Regions from separate parts of the Sus scrofa genome. Here region 2 is linked to region 1. The links are chromatin contacts, called in public HiChIP or PLAC-seq maps. All regions are on one chromosome and are shown on one strand. The core of a region is the stretch at or near the end of the contact, and the rest is flanking DNA. Distances in the headings are between cores, read along the strand shown.

Region 1 (5,373 bases), core at 1,710-4,209:
GGGCGAAAGGAAGTCCTTTGGCCAGAAGTGTTGCTGGATTGGGGAAGTGGGAGCCAGCTACAGGCTGGATGCGTGCTTCCTGCTGGGACACAGGGCTCGGCCCTTGACTTGCTCTCCCCACAGTTCCTCTCCCAGGACAGCCAGCTGGGAGACGCGCATCCGTGCATCCACTAACACCATAACAGATAATTGTAATGTTCTCGTGTAAAAACTAACTCCAGTATCAGGAAAAAGGAGTTCCTTCCTTTGCTTTTATTGGAGCCTGTTCTCACCTCTGAAGAGCAGGGTCATGGGCAGGGGAAGGACCTTCTGCTCTGTCTCTGGTGTCCTGTGCTGCTGGGAACAGAATGTCCAGGGCTGTTTGCTTTAACCAGCCTACCTTTTATCCCTGCAGAGTTATGAAGTGAGGCGTGTCCTCGGAAAGGAGGTGGGGCCATTAACCTGTTTTGTCCTGTCGGTGACCACCCACCCTACAAGCTGTGTGGGATTGGAGGAGGTCGAGCTCCTGCGTGACGTGAGAGGCCCTTCAGAACACCAGCTGCAGCTGCGGGATCTGTGAATTTTACAAAGTGGCTTCACGGTGGTGGTGGTGGTGGCTGGGAGTTATTGGTTAACTCTGGGTGGAGTGAATGTACTTTATGATCTTGAAATGGAACTCTAGCTTTTCTGGGACAAATGTTGGAAAAATGGTTTTGTAAACTAGAAATCTAAATACTTTTTTCTATGATTATTTTTTTATTACCTTTCTGCAAATTTAGAAACACGTTAAAGCTTAAATAAGCTTGAGGTCTTCATTTTGTGTTTATCTTAGACAGGAATATAGTAGAAAAAATTATTTTGTTCCATTGTAATTTTAAAGTGTTCAAATTTTACCATGATTCAGCATGTTTTTTTGTACTTCCTTTAACATTTCCCCAAAGAATACCTTGCAAAGCTTAAACCTTTGCCCTCTATTGTGCTATCACTGCTCTCCATAATCAGTGTCCAACCTAAGCATTTTGCAGTTCAGTGCTTTTCGTAAAGTGTTCTGGGGAACTATGTCAGAGGTAAAACTTTCTCATGAAGTGTAGGTAGAGTAACTGACCTGACGATAGCTACCTTACAGAGACACTGAGAGGTCTGGTTAGTCTGGCCCAGCCCGGGCCGGAGCCAAGATTATGGAAACTGGGAAAGCTCAGTTATCCTTCACTGTGTTGGCAGAGATCTGAGTTTAAAAGTAAAACCACGGATTAATTATCTCTGGACACTAAAGATCTTGCATTTCCTCCCTTATGACTACATAATCATGACAGGCCACAGTTAATTCATTACATAATATAGATGTAGCAGCCAAGACCAAGAAAGGGTGCCTAGTACCCACACTCTTGGGGGAAAGGCTTTATTTATTCGTCCATATTAAGCGTTGAAACATTACAAGTACTGGCAAGGTAGCTGGTTTTAAGTAGCTTTGTGACTGTTTCTTTTCATCTCCTACGTGACTTCTGTACTTGACACACCTTGGAAGTCTACTTAAAGCTGTCTACAAGACTGAGCAAAGGGAAAGCAAATCCCATTACAGTCAAGGTGAATCAGACGTTTTCGGATAACCTCAGCCCTCTTTCTCCCCGTCCCTGGAGCCCCCACTCGAGGTGGGGCGCGCTCCAGCAAGTTTCTGACACGATCCCGGGGCGCCTTCCACCTGAGAGGGTCTCCTCAAATTAACCCGCAAGTCCTCAGGTGTAGTTCGGCCTGTTTGAGAAGCAAAGCCATGGTCTTCCAGGAACCCGGCCCCAGGGCGCAAGCCGGCCAGACGCGCCCTCCCCGGCGGGTCCGAAGGGCCTTGAGCGCAGGAATCAAGGTGGGTCTAACGCATCTTTATTTTTACAAATACTGTAAAAATCAATATAAAAAAGTGAGCATGCTCAGTCTTTTTTTCGTATCTACAGTACAAAGGCTAGTCTCGAAAAGTCTCTTACGAATGTACCTTAGCTGCATCCTAGGGGTAGGATGTAGAGAAGCTGCCGTCATAGTAACTTAGGGTCCACGCGACAGCTGTCCAAGTCCCAGACCGGCCAGGCAGCTCCAGGCACTGCGGCCGCAGTCCGCGCGCCCCCCGCGTCACCGCGCGTCCGCCGCCCCCGCGCCGGGCAGGAAGGGTGCGCCGGGTAGCTGCTTGAAGAATCGCCGCAGGCCGGCTAGGTCCCGTGTGAGCTGCTCCACGCGCTGTTGCAACTTCTCGTTTTCGGCTGAAAGCTCCACCAGCTTCTGCTGCATCTCTTGGTTGCGCCGTTTGGCCTTGTCACGGCTCTTGCGCACCGCGATGTTGTTGCGTTCGCGCCGCTGCCGATACTCTGGGCTGCCGCGGTCCGGGCCCCGCTTGCCCGCTGCTTTGTCGCGTGCGGGCCCTGGCGCTGGGGGCGCGGGGCTGCGGCGCGGCGGCTCGGGCGACGCGGGAGGCGTGGGTTGCGCGGCGGCCGCCAGGCTCACCACCGTCTGTGCGCACGCGGCCACCTGCGCGGGCAGCAGCGAGCCGGGCGCGTCGCCGTCGCCCCAGTCCGGCTCGCGCTTGAGCGGTCGCGGTGCGGGGCCGGGGCCCGCAGGGCGCGCGGGGGCCCCGGGCAGCAGCTCCAGGGCGCCAGCCTTATGGTTGCTGTTGAAGAGGTCAGCGAAGAGCTCGTCGTGACACAGCTCCAGGGTGGGCACGGCGGCCATGGAGTCTATGTAGGCGCTGAAGTCGATGGCGCTCTCGTCGTCGTACATGGCGGGAGCGGCCGGCTCAGTTCCGCGACCAGGCTTCCCTGCGCGGCCAGGCTCGTAGAAGGCGGCGGGCTCCGCAGACCAGGGCGCGCCGCGCGCTGGGCCGTCTAGGCTGAAGAGCGCGGCGCTCATGGCGGCGTCGAGCCGACAGCGAGCGCGGTCCCCTGGCGGTCCGGGCGCAGCCTTTTCTAGCCCGGCTGACGCGCACGCTCCGCCCCGGCCGCGGACCGCGGGACCCCCGCCCGAGCGCCTCCCCCGCGCTTCCTGCCCGCCGGCCCGGCCCGCGCGGCGCTGCCGGGAACGACCCTCCCTCGGCCGCGCCTCCTTCCTGCTGGTGGGTCGGGGCCTCTGCTCCCGCGGCACCGGGGCGGAACCAGAGCGGAGGGCGGCGGGGACTCTGCACGGGGGCGCTGCCTCGCAGCTTCAGGGAATTTGGGTCTTGGTGCTTCCCGATCAAGGAGATGGGGAATGGGGGAGGATCGCGACGCTGCCCCGCGGCGTTCCGCTGGCTCCTGGGTGGTGGGTGGGGTCGCTCTCAAACCCCGCGGGCCTGGGGCCAGGGGAAGCTATTTTGAACCCTGCACCCCGCAAGCCCCACGAGCTCGGAGCTTCTAGATAACTCAGTGCCCCGGGCGAACCCCACCAACTCCCTGCCCCACGAGCCCGGCACCCCTGGCGCTGCTTCCTGGTCCACTAGAGCAGTGCCATCTTGCGGTGGTTTCTTACTTCAGTTTTTTAGGCCGGATTCTTTCTATTCAATATTCCAAAAAAGAAGTGCCTTTGGATCCAGAGCAGTGGGGTGGGTCCCTTTCAGGAGAAAGAAAACGTTGGTAAGGTATTAACATGTTCGCTTTCCGGGTTGTAAAATGCAGGAAAAAGACACTGAACTGGTTTTGTTGCGTTTCCTACAATTTGGACAGGCATTTCAGGTCAATTCCATTTTTTGCACCACAGACCCTGTTCAGACCTGGCCTTCATCCACAACCTTTCTCGTTTCCTCTTGTCCCAACACTCAACGTTCCACAAGCTCTACAGCGCTCCATGAACTATCGCTGGAGTGTCTGCAGTCAATTCCAGTGGTGACTTCTGAAAACACACCATAGGGTACTGAGTAGGCTTTCTAGAGGGACATACATAATGCGCTAGAATTACTCCAGGGACATGATATAGATCTCACACTTATAATTACCTATTAAGGGTAAAACCTAGGAACACATAGAGTGTGGTTCATGCACATCCCCCCAAAAAAACATGTATTTCAGAAGCCATAAAAACGTTACCAAAGACTTCTCCAGGGAGGGAATGCACAAAGAACCATATTCTCATAAAAAAAAAAATTCAGCGAGATGATTGGTACATCCAGATGTCAGATTGGGATTGAGCTTGGAAGATGCTATCCTCATATTTTTTAAATGTATTAACCAGTAATTAATGATAATTTTTATTTTTAAAACCTTTTTTTAGGTCTGCACCTGTGGCATATGGAAGTTCCCAGGCTAGGGGTTCAATCTGAACTACAGCTGCTGGCCTGCGCCACAGCCACATGGGCTCCAAGCCACATCTGCGACCTACAGCACAGCCCACCCCAACGCCAGATCCCAGACCCACTGAGTGAGGCCAAGGATAGAACCTCATCCTCATGGATACTAGTTGGATTCATTTCCATGGTGCCAGAGTGGGAAATCCCAATGATAACTTCTAGATTTAAGAATTTTCTTCCCTCTTTCAGAAATAGAGAAAGGAGAGGTCATAGGCCAGCAAAGTATAGATTTGTTATGACATTGAACACAAGTGAAAGACTGTTAAAAATGCAGTATAACAATATAGCTCTCTGATAGTAGTTCACAGTCATTTTTTGAATGTCTCCACTTACTGCATTTCTCATTGTTAGGGATCTTGAAGCTGTAGTATTTTTATTTTATTTTTATTTATTTATTTTTGGCTTTTTAGGGCCACACCTGTGGCATATGGAGGTTCCCAGACTAGGGGTCGAATCAAAGCTACAGCTGCCCTCCAACATCACAGCCACAGCAAAACCAGACCTGAGCCTCGTCTGGGACCTACACCACAGCTCACAGCAGCGCCAGATCCTTAACCCACTGAGCGAGGCCAGGGATGGAATCCACAACCTCATAGTTCCTAGTCAGATTCGTTTCCCCTGGGCCACGATGGGAACTCCAAGCTGTAGTGTTCTGAGTAGAGTTGTCAAAAGGAAGCGGCCAGGTTAGAAAGCATTCCTTAAAAATGGATCCTTGGATTCCCCCATGTTTATGCGGGCATTGCTATGTTGAGCTCAGTTGAGTTGTTCAGATGCAGCCCACTTCACTTGGACTTTCTAAACATATTCCATCCTTTCAGAATTCTAGAGGCTGTACATGCCTGGATGTGCTTTAGCTGTATAGCACTGTATAGGACATTGGGCTGCCCCATCATAAGACAGAATATACCTCAATCCTCACGAGGGATCACTTTTGGATGTTTCATATGGTGCAAGATATGGGACAAGAACAGTTCTCCAAATTAAAGTTTGGAAAAGTGAAAATATTTTTGAGCAGTGCCAGTGTCAAAAAGAGGGAAACTGTGACTTTAGCGCCCTCTTCAGATGATGATGATTCTCAACTATCAGATAACTTTTGT
Region 2 (4,835 bases), core at 962-3,461, 630 kb before region 1:
GCTTGGAGGGCACTCTGTCTGCCCTCCTGCCCCCACACAGCCCTCAAATGCTACCCTGATTTCTGGAGTGGAGAGGAACTTCTGAACCTCAGGACTCTAGCACAGTGGCAGTGAGTGCTGTGGAAGCTGGACCATCCCCACACAGTTGGCTGGTATTTGAGTTCTCATTCTGGAAGCTATTTTGGGAAAATATTATGCATAAAAGTATATATACACACAAAAGTATACACACACATACATATATATGTATGCATTTGGTTAACAAATGTTAAGCAAATGTATGATTCAATACTTGAAACCGTTAGCATCTTAGTTGGTATTGGTAGGGCTGGTTGATATTATTGGGCATATGACAAGGGGCTGATGTTAAGGGAGAGCCTGATCCCTCTGGAAAACACTGCAGAACACAAATGGAGACATTTGATCAGGTTTCCAACTGCCTGTATTTTCCCTGTGGCCACCTCTCCAACAGGCCAATGGCACACTCCGGACAAGGCAACTTCCTCCAAAAGGCGACTTCTCCTCAAATGACGGAGATTAATGAGTCTTCAGGGGAAGAGGCAAGTCCCTGGGGGAGTCAGAAGCCCTTGGTCCCTTATCCAAACCATTGTTACTAAGAGCAGTTTCGTCAGTGGCAAGGACAAAAAGAAACCTAAGGTACAACTGTGTAAATGAGGGTGGAGAAGGAGTGAGAGGCTAAGGCCTGCTCCATTTCTGGGAAGATTCGAGGAGGCTGATTCCCCTGCGGAATTCCACTAACCTAGCAGTGCCTCGAGGAACCTGGAGAGAAGCCTCCTCAGCCCTTGCACCCAAGCTCATGCTGCAGGACGCTGGTGAAAGCCTCTGTGCAATTAAGCCCAGTCTTTCACAGCCGGTGGTGGCACTGACACGTGTAGGCTTAGGCTCTCAGAAGAAACGGTGTTGGAAATGTCCTCGCAAGGCACCCTCCTCCAAAGCTGCCACTCGGGTGCGAGCCCACTCTGGCGCGCGTCTGTCTCCCACCAGCATCCCGCTAGCCCGGCCGCGCAGCTCCCCACGGCCTAGACGGGACAGATGTTTACTGCTTAGAGCCACGACCGCTGGGTAGAAGGAGCGATGGGCTTGGCGCACCTCGCGGGGCTGGCTGGGGGTGGGGGCCTCTGGGCTCCCGGTCAGGGGGTGCGAGCGGGCCGCGGGGAGGGTGAAGGGATTGAAAGAGGAGGGGGGAGTGGGTGGACTAATGATGAAAAAGTCTCCTCCGTCCTGGCTCCTTAATTAAATGCATGGAAAGAACCGAGGCTAGCACATCTGGTTTCAATCTGCAGCCCTTTGATGGCATCAAATGTTCTTTTCCTAGATCAGGGCTGGAAGTTCTGGGCTAACTATGGCCGTTTGGAGCCCAGAAACCATTTACACACACTCTTTCTCTCAGTCGAGCCGAGCCCCTAGACTATAGGAAGAAAGAAAAAAAAAAAGTAATCAAGGGAGTGAGGGACTGTGTGTGTGTGTTTAAAGAACATAAAACGCCACAAATAAGCACTGAATATTTTACTTACTCGTCATATAGTAACTCATTTCTAATGAGACTATTAAAGCTGTTACCAAATTCCACCCGGTCATGAAAAAATCGCTCAGCACCTCTCTGTCCTCTATCAAGTTAGGGCTCAGCAGACAGACGACAAAGCACTATCTCTAGAGTTAGATGGGGATTCGTCCGCCCCTCTTCCCCGTCCCCACCCCCGTGGCACCCGAATCGGACCCTGAGCCGCCACGGGAACGTCTGCCCGCAGCTGGCTCTAGGAGTGCCCCTGCTTCCTCCGCATCTGGGCAGCGCGACCTTCTCGGCTTAGCGTCGTCGTAGCCTGGGGAAGCGACCTTGGCCGTACTGAAGAGGTTACGAAATTGGCCAGGGTGGGGGGGAAGGGGAGCAATTATGACAAACTCCTAGAGTCCTTTCTCCCAGCTAAATAAATATGTAAATTTCCTACTGCCCTGTACCGTTGATTCCTAGCAGCGCAGAGAGACTCGAATCAATGCAGCGACTTCTAGATCTCTTTAGTCCGTGGAAGAAGCGTGGGAGAGCCTTCCATTATGATCAACCCTGTCGTTTTACTACATTATTTAATAGGCTGTCTCTACAGAACCAAATGTAGCTTTAATATCTCTCTCCCTCGTTCGCAGACCCACCCAGCCCACCACCACTCAAAATTGTTAGAACAGCAGGAAACATTAAAAAGAAAAAAACTCAGAGGGAGAGGAAAATTTGATTGAGATAGTTGTGGATTTTTTCCAACAAGTTTCCCCGCAGCTGTTATCAAAACATGCAAATGAAATTTTCCAACAGGATCTTAAACAAATCTGGAGGAGTTAATGCCTAAGCAAAATAATCAGCCTGTTTGAAGTGACTGTGGGTTTCAGTTTGTCCTTTCTCCCGTGATACTATTGCAGGGGAATGATAATTAGACCTTTACTTTAAAAATCCAAAGGGGCTCTTGCTTTCTCTTCCCTCCCTTTTCTTCCCCTCCTCCCTCTCTCTCTCTCTCCCTCTCTCTTTCTCTCTTGCTCAGAAGTTGGCAAAGGGGGTTTTCTTAATCAGACTGTTTTCTGGTCTGAGGGAAAGGAGGAAGAAGGAGATTGTGATGGAGAAAGGGGGTCTGTAAAACGTCAGGCACCGCACAAAGGCTTTGCCACGTAATTACAGGCTCCTATTAAGTCGAGATCTGCCCTCCCAGGGGTCTCCAATTTTCTTGTATTCCCTACAAAGCCTCCTCTGCATGCCAGTTTGTGCCTTTTGAAGTGCCAGAGAGCTTCTTGATCCAACTGAGAAGGAAAAAGGAGCTCAGCAAGAAGAGGGGGAGAGAGAGAAGGGAACAGGGAAACCCACCACCACCACCCTCCTTCGGACTCTTGGAGCCTTTTTTTCCCCCCTCCTTAGGAAAAGTAAAGTGAGAATCCTGCTCTCCAATACATCTGCAAGACATCACCCTCTCCTCCTGAAACTTTAGTCACTCCTGAGAATCCACAGGAGTGCAGAGAGGGGGAACACATTTTCTTGAAGATGTTTTAAAGCTGGAACAAGCCTTCTTCTGTTGGTGCTTGAACTCTTGCCTGGGAATAACTTTTTTAACCTAAAACACACACACACACACACACACACACACACACACTTTGATTCTTCTCTCCCACCCCTTCTTCTCTCTTCTTCTGTTTGCCTAACTCCCCCGCCCTGCTGGCCTCCCCTTTCCTCTCTTCCCCTTATTATTATTTTTAGCGTGTGCGTGTGAACGCTTTTGGAGAGCTGAAGGGGATTTTTTTTCTTCTTCTTCTCCTGACTTGAACATAGGGTGACTTTTAATTTTATTTTTTGGTGTGGATTATCTCTTTGGACCGCGCCGGACTTGGCCTCGGGAAAGCAACCGAAGCTGTCGGAGGCTGCCGGTGCACAACGCTCTGCTCTACAGAAGGGGGTCCCCCGCCCTCTTTCCACTTTTTTTGTTCTTCCCCTCCTTTCTCTCTCTCCCTCTCTCTCTCTCCATTCCCTCCCCCACTTCCCCACTCGGCTCCTCTCCCCCCTCGCGCCCACAGCGTTTGGTGTTGATTCGAGCGGGAAGAGGGGGGTGGGTGGGATCGGAGGGGGAGACCATGACCTCCAGCTACGGGCACGTTCTGGAGCGGCAACCGGCGCTGGGCGGCCGCTTGGACAGCCCGGGCAACCTCGACACCCTGCAGGCGAAAAAGAACTTCTCGGTCAGTCACCTGCTAGACCTGGAGGAAGCCGGGGACATGGTGGCGGCGCAGGCGGACGAGAGCGTGGGCGAAGCGGGCCGGAGCCTCCTGGAGTCGCCGGGACTCACCAGCGGCAGCGACACCCCGCAACAGGACAGTGAGTGAGGGGCGTGCGTGTCCCGACCGAGGGCGGGGGTCCGGGCTGAGCGGCTGGAGCCCGCCTTGGGCCAGGGGGAGAAAGTCAGAAACAAGGAGAGATTGGTGGCAGTAGCCAGAGGAAGGGCGGTCACAGACGGAGGAAAAAAGATGAGAAAAGGAGGGCTCCGCGGAGGAGGTAGCCAGGGAGAACGCCGGAGGAAAGCTCCGAGGCTCTGCATTTGAGGTCAGGGACTCTGCCCGCCGCAGACTCGCGCCGAAGCGGACTACGCTGCCCCTCAGTCCCAGAGGAGCGAGGCTGCCAAATCTTCCAGCTTGTGGGACGATGGGGCTGGGCTGGAAAAGGGTCCCAGAGCAGTGCAAACTCAGGGAGCCAGTCCTGTTTAGGAAGGCAGCGGCTTAAAGATGCTCAGTCCGGTCTGGAGGGCTTCTTCCGGATGGCATAAGCGGGTTCGAGGGCAGACGGACAGAGTGGCGAAGGGCACCGCCTAAAGGGAGCTGCAACCGTGAGGCTCGTGTTGCGCACAGCGCGCGGGCCGGAAAACTGGGAGTGCGGGAGGGGCGGCGCTGGACCCGCCGGAGCTGCTGTCTGTCCCGGCGGCTGTTGCTGCCACCTACATAAGGGCTTGAGACCCCCGGTGGAATAAACGGCCTGAATGACTCGGGAAGACTCTGGAGAGGCAAAGCCCTTTGGGGTGAAACCCGAGCTCCTGCCAGGCATGATTCCTCACAGCAGAGATGCGCCAGGGAAGTGTGGGGCTCCAATGCCTAGAAAGGTGTCACATTGGAGGACCTCTCTCTATTGTTCCCAAGATTTCTAGAAAAGTCCTTCCACAGTCTCCTTTCCGCACCCTCTCTGATTGATATCGCGGTCCCTCAAGCAAATCTCCTTTTTGCGTTATTAGCCTTGCCTTAAAAATGCGACTCCAGGTGTATCCATAAGTCCCAGCGTCTGTAACAGACCTGTCACCTGG

What was found. HiChIP or PLAC-seq counts read pairs in DNA pulled down with a chosen protein or histone mark.
Region 2: an H3K27ac HiChIP or PLAC-seq map of skeletal muscle shows a contact between it and region 1. The contact joins the promoter of PRRX1 here to the promoter of CEBPD in region 1. A contact is called at or near these places in 1 of 47 Hi-C or Micro-C datasets (embryonic fibroblasts) and 1 of 2 datasets of contacts at active chromatin or transcription factors (skeletal muscle).

The regions. Positions count from the first base shown.
Region 1 is chr4:79,870,449-79,875,821 of Sscrofa11.1, reverse strand. It overlaps CEBPD (CCAAT/enhancer-binding protein delta), which reads right to left and starts at 2,959. Exons shown (of 1, transcript XM_005663091.2): 1 at 1,341-2,959. The coding sequence starts at 2,868. The coding sequence ends at 2,098. SPIDR (DNA repair-scaffolding protein) reads left to right here. Exons shown (of 20, transcript XM_021090636.1): 20 at 395-885. The coding sequence ends at 559.
Region 2 is chr4:80,500,065-80,504,899 of Sscrofa11.1, reverse strand. It overlaps PRRX1 (paired mesoderm homeobox protein 1), which reads left to right and starts at 2,211. Exons shown (of 4, transcript XM_021090642.1): 1 at 2,211-3,862. The coding sequence starts at 3,622.